2 separate regions of the Rattus norvegicus genome follow, and region 2 is linked to region 1. The links are chromatin contacts, called in public Hi-C maps. All regions are on one chromosome and are shown on one strand. The core of a region is the stretch at or near the end of the contact, and the rest is flanking DNA. Distances in the headings are between cores, read along the strand shown. Region 1 overlaps Mical2 (microtubule associated monooxygenase, calponin and LIM domain containing 2). Region 2 overlaps Mical2 (microtubule associated monooxygenase, calponin and LIM domain containing 2).

Evidence for each region. Hi-C and Micro-C count contacts between places; a contact is called where the count stands out from the background.
Region 2: a contact with region 1 is called in a Hi-C map of the A7r5 cell line, with 2.8 times the contacts expected there. The contact joins two enhancer-like sites. A contact is called at or near these places in 3 of 12 Hi-C or Micro-C datasets (the A7r5 cell line, the Rat2 cell line and kidney).

What each region holds. Positions count from the first base shown.
Region 1 is chr1:175,881,264-175,886,410 of GRCr8, forward strand. Mical2 (microtubule associated monooxygenase, calponin and LIM domain containing 2) reads left to right here. Exons shown (of 31, transcript NM_001395865.1): 16 at 2,039-2,107. Among named protein-coding and RNA genes, the nearest start is that of Parva, 98 kb to the right of the region's middle. Within about 2 kb of position 3,093, at least 25 of the 93 cell types and tissues checked have an H3K27ac peak or open chromatin away from gene starts, as enhancers often do. A contact at or near this core is called in the A7r5 cell line, where this site is marked.
Region 2 is chr1:175,918,603-175,923,749 of GRCr8, forward strand. Mical2 (microtubule associated monooxygenase, calponin and LIM domain containing 2) reads left to right here. Exons shown (of 31, transcript NM_001395865.1): 22 at 1,195-1,379. Among named protein-coding and RNA genes, the nearest start is that of Parva, 61 kb to the right of the region's middle. Within about 2 kb of position 2,264, at least 11 of the 93 cell types and tissues checked have an H3K27ac peak or open chromatin away from gene starts, as enhancers often do. A contact at or near this core is called in the A7r5 cell line, where this site is marked.

The sequences.
Region 1 (5,147 bases), core at 1,843-4,342:
GTTGCTACAGCACTGAAGAAAAGGGCTCTGGGTTAGAGGCCTTGGCTTCTGGTGAGAAACATAAATAGATCTCTACATTTTAATTTTTCTTTTGTCTCTGCCTACATCTCAGTAGCATTTTTCCAACGGAGAAAGTAAGCATTGTTTGGACGTACACACTGCTAACCTTCCCTTGCAGGCAGCATTTTATTTCCCAGAGTCCTCGTGACGGCATCGAAGAAGCAGAGGTTGCCCCCTTGTACTCCATTTATTCTCCCAGAAGATCTGGGATCTTTTTAGGAGCTGCTGACTGGGCCCGCCACCGTGGAGTGCATTGTGTGAGCCCATAGGTCACATGTCTGGATGGGGTCTAGCCAGGCTCCCGTTGTGTGAATAGACCCACCCTAGGCTGAGAAGTATAAAAGAGAGAGTCGCATGCATTGCTCTTTGTGAGAAAAGCCAAGTCCTCATTGAAAGTGGAAACAAAAATACAAAGAGAACTCTAAGATTATGCACCGAGCATTCTTGTTGATGGGACATTCTGTACTTTCACAGCTCCAGTCTCTGGGCCTAAGTGGCATTCACAGTCGGTGGAGCCGGGAGCCCAAACAGCCTGAGTCTCTAAAACCCAATATTGTTGAAAATAAGGTCATCTGTTTCTCTTGGTGTTTGCCCAAGCATTTAGACTGAGATTATTTCCATTCACAAAATAGTGATTTATGAGAAGCTGAAGGAAATGTTGAAGGGAGGCGGGGCCCTCTGATCTGTTGTTTGATGGTGCCCTGGTCAAATTTTTAAACAAATTTCCATGACTAAACTATGGTTGTTTTTTTAATGGAGTTGGTGAACATGGCAGTTGTGTGCGTGCACATGCGTGTGTGTGTGTGTGTGTGTGTGTGTGTGTGTGTGTGTGTGTGTCTGCATGTGTGTGCGAGTTCGTGTCCGTGTGAGGGTGTTTACTACACTTGAGTGATGCCTAGTAGACTCAGTGCTGAGACTGCTATTTCAGAATAGCCAAGCCTAAAACAACCCTTCTGGGGCCGAGCCACGCCAAGGCCTGGATGGGTATTATGCCTAGGTGTACGGCGAACCTAGAGCACTTCTTCCTACACGGATGGTGTTTGAAAGGCTGGGATGTGGCTATGCCATGGAGGAAGTCAGAGTGTAGGAGAATCCATGTAGACTGATACATGCTCTGTGGGTCCGACTCCAGACTCCCCGGGAGAAAGTCCAAGCCACTGGAAGCTGACAGTTAAGATATTTATCCTTAGGAAGTAGACCTAATCCGGGATCAAAGATTCATGTTAAGAAGTTACTATGTTCAGCCTCCACCCCTATCCAAGGCCACAGTGACAGCTCAGTCCTTACAGCTCTCCTCATGCGTCTAGGCCAGTTTCCTAGGCCTTGGTTGATTGTTCAGAGCAGGGAGTGAGCTATGAGATGTTATCTGGCCAGCTGGGTAATATCTGTGAAAGGGAGTGTGTCAATGAAGTGTTACAGTGTGCGGGGGAGTCAGCAAATCTGAATTGGCCTTGGCAAACTGGACATTTGATCTCTAGTCCTCAGGTCGGATCTAATGTTTATTTGAAATGAATTAAATCATATAATGGTACCTGGATTGCAGGTTTAATTTGACACCAAAGCCCTGGAACTCCTAAGAATGTTCCTTGCAGGTAAACCTGTCCAGTGTCTTCATGGGAGGCCCAGGTAGCATAGGAAGTCTGGTGGTTTCCACAAGACAGTTCACACAAAAGCTATCACCCAGCCAGGCCTGGCTCTGACCTTAGGCACATGATTAACCCCCCTCTGAGCCAAAAGCCACTGGGATAGAGAAGAGGCCTACCCTGCCTGTGTCACAGGGATTCTGGAGATGGAGTAGAAACACTCTCCACTGTGCCTGACTGTAACCCCATGCCAGCACTTGTTGATATGGGGCCATCTTTCTCCATGTCTACCGTTAGGCTGACAGCTGTTTCCAAACAAGCATGCATCCTTCTGTGCTTCCAGTTCAAACACTGTCCACGGCCCGGAGCTCACCATGTTTTCTTGGCCATTGCAGGTAGACGCCCAGACTGAAGAGAATGACGTGAACAAGAGGAGGCGGCAAGGCTTCAACAACCTGGAAGAGGTCTGTGTGCTCGGGCTCAGCTCATTCAAAGGTCCATGTCCTGAGGACCAGTGGCTTGGGTGTGCTTGGCTATGTCACTAGCCCGAGTCCTGTTTAGTTTTTTTCTCTTGTGAGCCACCGGGATCCAGGCTCAGTTTGATAGAAAAGCAAAGTCGGTGTTCTGATCCCCACTTTGCTTCTTCCTAGCTGACAATGAAGCCTCCCTGGGATGAGGGGTATGTCTGTCAAATGTGCTGATACAGCCAAACTGCTTGATACTTTGCAGGGCTTGTAAGTTTATAAGATGATCTATATACTATAGCTAATTAATATTGAATTTTTAATTACACTAAGTAGGAAAGAGATACCAGCAGGCCCTCTGCATTTTTTACTGCCTTTTGGACTTGGAGTCTTAAGACAAATGTTGTGTGCTCTCGAGCGCCACCATCTGGCGAAAGGAGAAAATTGTAGGAGACTGTGTGTCAAAGTCTAGAACTTGTCTCTGAAAAATGTTAGCCTAAAGTGGGCGCAAAGAAATAATTTACAGAGACATAAGATATGCACTTCATTAATTTGTCCCTGTGTGTGCACATTTTGGAGGCTAATCATGTACCTTGTGTGCATGCGAAGGCCAGAGATTGATGTCAAGCATCTTTTCCTGTTTGCTTTCCACCTTATTTTTCTGAGACAGGGTCTTACAATGAAGTGATGTCTTCTCCATCCAGCCCATGAGCCCCAGGGATCAGCTTGCCTCACTTCCCAGTGCCATAGCTGTGGCTGTATACCACTGCACCCAGCTTTCCGTGTGGGTGTTGGGGGGACCTAAAGTCTTCATGTTTGTGTGCCAGTCGCTGTCAGCGAAGCCATCTCCCCAGCCCTGGGCTTCATTCTCAAAAGCCATCCTAATTCTGCAAAAGGAAGCATGCATATGTCAAGGGGGCGGAGGTGCCAGCTTTAGCTAGCCTGCTGGCTAATGTTAGAGATGACTCAGAGGCACATGGGACAGTTTGTAAACTTCACTGATGCTTGACTCACTGGACTCATAAAAGACATGCCCCTTCTGTGTGGTTGAAGAGGCTTTATTGCTGTATTTTGTAAAACTTTATTCTTCATGGCTCAGACTTGTCCCACCTCCCGGCAAGTGAGCTGTCAGTCAAGCCAGCAGCCCACCCTGATAGAGCCCAGCTGCCCACTCATTACCTCATTTTCTGATAACACCTGATAAGGTCATTACATCTTGCAACGTGAACATGTTCACTGTCCCCCTCTGAGCTGTTCCCAGAGCTTTTGGGGGTGATCCCATCAAGAACTGTGGCTTCAGGGAAGAGGAGAATGGCTGAGAAGTTAAGAAAGCTCACTGCTCTTCCAGAGACTCAAGTGTAGTTCCCAGTACCTACAAAAGATAGCTCTCAACTGCCTAAAACTGTAGCACCAGGGGATCCAATGCCCTCTCCAGGCCTCCACAGCCACACATGCGCATGTCTGTCTGTCTGTCTGTCTGTCTGTCTGTCTCTCTCTCTCTCTCTCTCACACACACACACACACACACACACACACACACACACACACACACGATTTTTTAAAAATAAAAATGAAGGAAAAATACAGGCCCTGGACTCAACAAGTCAAATCTGGTTTTCAGAAATATTATTGGGGCAGCAGTGAGTTGTCCTGGCTGACTGATTTTGTGCAAACAGTGTTCACTCAGTACCTCCTCCCCCTTGAGCCTACATTCATGTGCAAGCCACACTTCATGCACTAAAGCAACGACCCATTTTGTGTTTGTCCAATGCTTGGCCAAGCCATGCATACACAACTCTGCTCCCCCATCCCAGGCTATTTCTCTCTGGGACCTTGTTTCCCAGTCAACTTTAGCTTGTGTCTTCTCATGTGTTTCTTCTGAATGAGTGCGTCTTTACCGCCTCCAGAACACTGTTCCAGTGGGGAAGACTCACTGCCTCAGTGAGATGCCGACCACCCTCACTTGGCGAAGTCCCCCTCCCTGTGTTCTAAGGTGTGTGGGCAAAGATTCCACGGAACAGGAAAAGACATTAGGAAATGCTAGAAAACTTCAAATGTTATTAATTAGCAGATGAATGAGAAGGAACTCGGTTTTATAAACCATCATAGTGAGGTCTTCATCATCCCTCACAGTCTGGTCACCATCATGAATTCTCATAGGATGGGTGTGAAGCTCCCCTCGCCCCTGTGCCGTGAAACCACAGAACCTCCAGTGCAGGCTACATGTGTGAACACGTCAGACCAACACAGAGTCAGGATCCTTTATAAAATAACCACCAAGTGCCCTTCAGAAGCATAAGAGTCTGGGAAGGCAGAGAATGCCAGAGATTGGAGGAGACGCAGGAGACAAGATGACTAAATGTGTGGGATCCTGGATTCGAGCCTAGAACTAAAGATGGGTGGGAACGGAAAAGCTGACTTAATCCAAACAGAGCCCCTGGTCCAGATCACAGCATTAAGCCAGCGTCCACTCCCCTGCTCTGATAACAGTGCTGAGGTTATTCCTGAAGCTATATCAAAGGCAGCAGGGAAGGGTGCTCAAGAGAAAGCCGTGCTTCTTTGTACCCTCTGTGTAAATCTAAAGTTATTTCTGAGTTGTTTTTTATTTAAAGGTTAGAGTGGGAAAAGGAGTACAGAGAAGTAGAGAAAAATGCCTTAAAGCTTGTGCTTATGATAACCCAGCTCTCTCTCTCTCCCTCCCTCTCTTTCTCTCTCTCTCTCTCTCTCTCTCTCTCTCTCTCTCTCTCTCTCACACACACACACACACACACACACATTTCTCTATTTCTCTCTACTTCTCAGCCAAACGATGCATTTTAGAAACTGTTTTATGTAACACCTCTCTTTAAGAACTGATTTTTTTTTTTTTTTTTGCAAGAACCTCTTGAAGTGGGACATCCTTCCCATTTAGTAGATGGGGCAAATTCAGAGACCTAAAGCACCAGGGTCCCAGGGCTGGAGGGAAAGAGTCTGAATTCCAACTTTTAACTACTGGGCTCCCAAGCTGGCCATGCCCCCTCTTTAGACACACACACTGTGC
Region 2 (5,147 bases), core at 1,014-3,513, 37 kb after region 1:
GTGACTCAGGAGGCCTGGGGTGGGAACTTCCTTCTGTTCTGTCCAACACTGTAGCCTGCTGGGACTGTCAAGGCCAAGTGCCCCAGCCTGGGAGCCTCCTGGAAATGTCTTCCCACACTCTGGGGGGCTGGGGTACACTGTATGACAAGACTTTTTCTGGAGAGATGCAACACACATGTCTAGTCACCCCAGGTAGGGAACCCAAAAGTCCAACTTGGTGAACCAGGAGTTTTATTGGTGCTACTTACAGGAATATGGGTGAGGGGTTACTTTAGGAGCAGAAATGACTCAAAGACAGCTCACCCCAGTGTGGGTGACAACTCACAAAGCTGGGGGCCTGGAGTGTGCTGCACAGCCTGAAGGCAGCTCAGCCTGGAGAGTGTCTTTTCCAGGCACCTTTGTTGATCTGAACCTCTCCTGGGGCAGCTTGGCTGGTTTCTGCTCCTTCCCAGTAGACTGGTGTCAAGAGCCTTTTTTTTTTCCAGTTAAGCTTTTCTGAGTTGTCTTGGCTGCTTCTCTCTCTCTCTCTCTCTCTCTCTCTCTCTCTCTCTCTCTCTCTCTCTCTCTGTCTGATCTGTCTGGGACTCTTAGCTTTTATTGCTTACTCTGGAAAGGAGGGGTCTAGTGAATCTGATCAGATTCAGGAACTTCCTGTAGCTACTTTGAGTTATAACTTTCCTGCTTAAGGAGTTTCCTTGCAGGATGGAATATTTCAGAATTGGAGAAAACTGTCACACAAGTGTGAGATAAAAGGGTGGCAAAGGAGCGTTCTCCTGGGGGCTCTTAGGAAAGGATCTGTCTCAAGCCTCTCCCTGGCCTGTAGATGGCATCTTTGGTTTACAATGGCAGTCATCTTCTATGTACATTTATGTCCCAGTTTCTTCTTAAAGGGCACCGGTCATAGGATTAGGGCCCACCGAAATGACCTCATTTTAACTCAGTCACCTCTTTAATGGTCCTCCCTCTAAAAGCAGTCATGTGCTGAGGAACTGAGGGTTGCCCTTTCAACATAGAAATCTAAGGGGATATAATTAAGGACATGACAGAGCTAAGTCTGGGTCCAAGCACAGAGGTAGCTGAGCTGACATCTTTGCTCCAGGCCCTGAGGACTGTCAAAGGGGCTGATGACTAGGAGGTGGGACATGGGGGGCAGGGGGATGAGCTTCTGAGTCACCCTCCTCTTCCTTCTTCCAGCTCTGATACAGAATCCGACTCTGGCAGCATCATAGGCCCCTGCACAGAGGCCTGTGAAGAGAGACCCCGCCTTCCAGAATCCCCACCTCTATCACAGCCTCTAACCCGGCACATCTCCCTGCGGGAGACCCTGACCCAACCAGTCTCTCTACTACTACACCACAAGGAGCCACAAGCTGTGCCTGGTGAGTAAATGGCCCACCAGGCTTCATTCAGGGACACAGAGAAGAAGCACGGACCCTCAAATCCCAGGGGATGGAATCTTTGCTAAATGAAGAAGTACACACAAGGGGAGTGGTGGGGACCAGACCTGGACTCTGTCTCCAGAAGCTTCAGATTCACAAACATGTAGTAGTTCTGGGCCGCCATTGGCTGTCGTAGGTAAGGACCTCCAGGTCTCCTTTGCCTGGAACAGCCACTCTGTGTCTCAGGGGCCCCTCCAGCGTCCCATAGTTTCTGAAAATAGGAGCATGGGCCTGGTTGCTATGTGACCCTAAGTAACTCAGTCTCCTAGAACCAGCTGAGCATGCACCTCTCAGGGTGGTACAGGAAATATTACTTGGGGTGTGGGGGTGGGGTGAGATGCACCTAAAGTTGATCTACAAGGAAATGAAGGTAACTTTTTCTGGGCCTCCTGTACAAATGCCTCCTCTCCATGTCTAGGCTGACTTGAAAGGTGAGTAGCATGTAGCTTATTCTGCCGGATATGCTGTGGTCTCTAGCCAGTGAGCAATGTGGCCAGGGCTGGTGACCCTACTCACTAAGCTCAGGCCTAAGAACCTGTCTTTAGTAACCCAGCTCTTGGCTCAGCAATGTGTGAGCAAATCAGGATGACCTCTGACTTCCTGGGGACCCTGGCAGGGCCTGGGGAGAAACATGGCAATAGAAATCCGCCACCCTAAATAACCTGTGAGAGCTGGTGGTCAGTTTGTCCTGCACTGCCCTCTGGTGGCCAAGAGCAGAACCTCCAGCTCTTTCTCTCACCAGTGTGGGATTTCCCAGAAGACCAAGCCTAGGAAGCCCTGGGCCAAAATAAACAAACACAGAAACTTGTAGAGACATTTCCCAGCCTTGGAAACTCCGAATTTAACCTTCAATGTGAGCCTTTAAGAACTAGGAAGTGGTCAGGCACAGTATGTGGCTAACGCCTGTAATCCTAGAACTCAAGAGAGGATTGCCACGTGTTTGAAGCCAGACCAACCTGGGCTTCAAGAGCAAGGCCCTAGCTCAAAAACAAAAACAAAACAAAACAAACAAACAAACAAAAAAGAAACACTGTCTTAATCATAACGCTGACAGAAGGGAAGTCTCCCTGCTGTTCACCCTTTTCTCTGCTTTTCCTCTCTCCTCAGAGGGACTTTAAGCACTTCTCCCAGAAGCTGTAAATCAGAATTATGAGTTTGTCTGTATGAAAAAATAAAGCTTATAGATGCAGAATGGCAAAGCCAGTTTAGGAGGTAAAGACTCTAAACAGCCAGTGTGACAAAGGAAACCCAGCAACAGTTATTCTCACTGGGGGAGCGTTAAGGCTCATCAGTTAGTAGGTGTGTGCTGACACAGCTTTGCTCAATGCTTGTCTGAGTTTGTGTCTCGGCTGCCGTGATAAAAATGCTGACCAAAAACAGCATGGGGAGGAAAGGGTTTATTTGGCTTATAGGTTTTCATCTATAAATGAGAGAAGGCAAGGCAGAGACTCAAGACTGGAACCTGGAGGCAGGAACACTGTTCCATGGAGGAACACTGTTTACTGGCCTTCTTCCCCTGGCTTACTCAGCTATCTTTCATATACAGCCCAGGCCTGCCTGCCTAAGGATGTCGCTGCCCACAGTGGGCTGGGTTCTCCTACATCAATTAGCAATTGAAAAAATACCCCACAAACCAATTTGATAGGGATGGGGAGAGATTCCCTTTTTCCAGATATGTCTAGGTTTCGGTCAAGTTTGCAAAAACTCTAACCAGCACAATGCTTAACTCTGCATAAAGCTTCTGTTTGTCAAATAAATGATGTTGAGAGATGTCATGTCCTTAACAATAGCTACCCATGTCTGGTTTTTAGGCCCCTGTACTGGCAGGGAAGGGCATGCCAAGACCTGACTCTGTGAAGCACGGATTGGCCCTCAGAACCTAGAGAGTTTGGTCTTGACGGTAGAATAAAGTCAACTTTATTCTGCAATGGATTACTGAGCAGATAGGAAAGTGGGTAGATCATTTGACTTCCATCTGCCTGTTGATTCCGTCCTTAACAGTCATGATGATGGTTGACAGACAAGCCCTAGTGCAGATGTAACATTTCTTATATAGATGCTGCAGAACAGATACGACATGTCCCTCCTCTACCCTCAACCCCTGCCGAATGCCCACGTGTTGCAGGCTTGGTCACTAGCTCTTGATGGTTAATTAAATCATGAGTATTGCTAATTTTAGTGGATTAACTTGTCAATGAGGCCATAGCTGAGTGTGGGGCCTGGCTGGGGCAAGGAGGTCACTGTGTATCTCTCATGGCACATCTTAGCCCCACTCTATGATGCTCTGAGGTACTACAGCCAACACAGACTGAACTCTCTAAAACTCTGATGGCTAGTAAGTCTCTCCTTTAAAGTCTGCAGTGCCATTTGTCACAGTGATATATGCCCATCACTTTCCCAAACAGCACAGGGCAAACCTCACTAGTGGATCTCATGGAGGTTCACCAGCTAAGATGCTCACTGTGTCACTGCCTCCCGATGGATTCAGGGGAACCTGGGTAAGAGCCAGGTATTGTTTTTAAGATTCCTGATATATATAGCTACGATCACAGCAGTGTTATCCACGACAACCCCAAGAAGAGACAAACCCTCTCTCCATCTTTCTAGGTATATTTTTTTTATTTGGTTGTCTCCAGTTTTACTCCACTGTGGTTTTTTTTTTCTTATAAAATAAAACATTTAATTGGGGCTGGCTTCCAATCTCAGAGGTTCAGTCCATCATCATCATCATCATCATCATCATCATCATCATCATCATCATCATCATCATCATGCCAGGAGGCCTGGCAGTGTCCAGGCAGACATGGTGCTCTGGAAGGAGCTGAGTATTCTACATCTTGCTCCACAGGCAGCAGCCAGAGACCCTCTTCTACAGGCAGGAAGGAGGAGGGTCTCTTCCTCATTGGGTGAAGCTTGAGTGTAGGTCCTCAAAGCCCACCCCCACAGTGATGCACTTCCTCCAACAAGGCCACGCCTCCTAGTAATGCCACTTCCCACAGGTAAAGCATATTCAAACCCCCACATTCCACTCCCTGGGCCCCACAGTCTTGTTCAAACACATGAGTTTATGGGGGCCATACCTACTCATACCATGATACAAAATACATTTAGTCTGACTTCAAAGGTCCCCATAATCTATGGCAGTCTCAACAATGTTAAAAGTTCAAAGTTGGTTTCACCCTTTTATAACACATGAGTAAATGTAAGAAGATAATGGCTTTGATGGTCCTTCTCCCATCAGGACATTTTACCATAGCTTAACAAGAAAGTCCCAGGACCGCCTTCCATGCCCTCCAAGTTCTTCAGCCTAGAACCTTCCCAAGATGAGGGTGTGAAGCAACGTAAGCCCTTGCATCACAGAAACTAGAAAACACTCCCTCATTAAACCTTCTGTGTCTTGGTCGGCTTTCCAGTGCTGGGGTGGGGGTGGGGATGCTGAGATATACAACTTACAGGGAGGCAAGACTCTGGCATGCTGTGGCAGGATGTCAGCCTCTGGCCTCTTGGCCCAGTTGCCTTTGAGCCTGTGGTGGGGCAAATACCACAGTGGAGAAGACAGCTCACCTGATGACATCTCAGAACTGAAGAGAAAACCTGAGAGGAGCCAAGACCCTCACGTTCCTTCAAAGCTCCAAGCCCCGTGACCCAGCTTCAATGCACTAGACCCCACCTCCTAAAGCTCCTGCTCCTCCCCCTACACCACAGGCT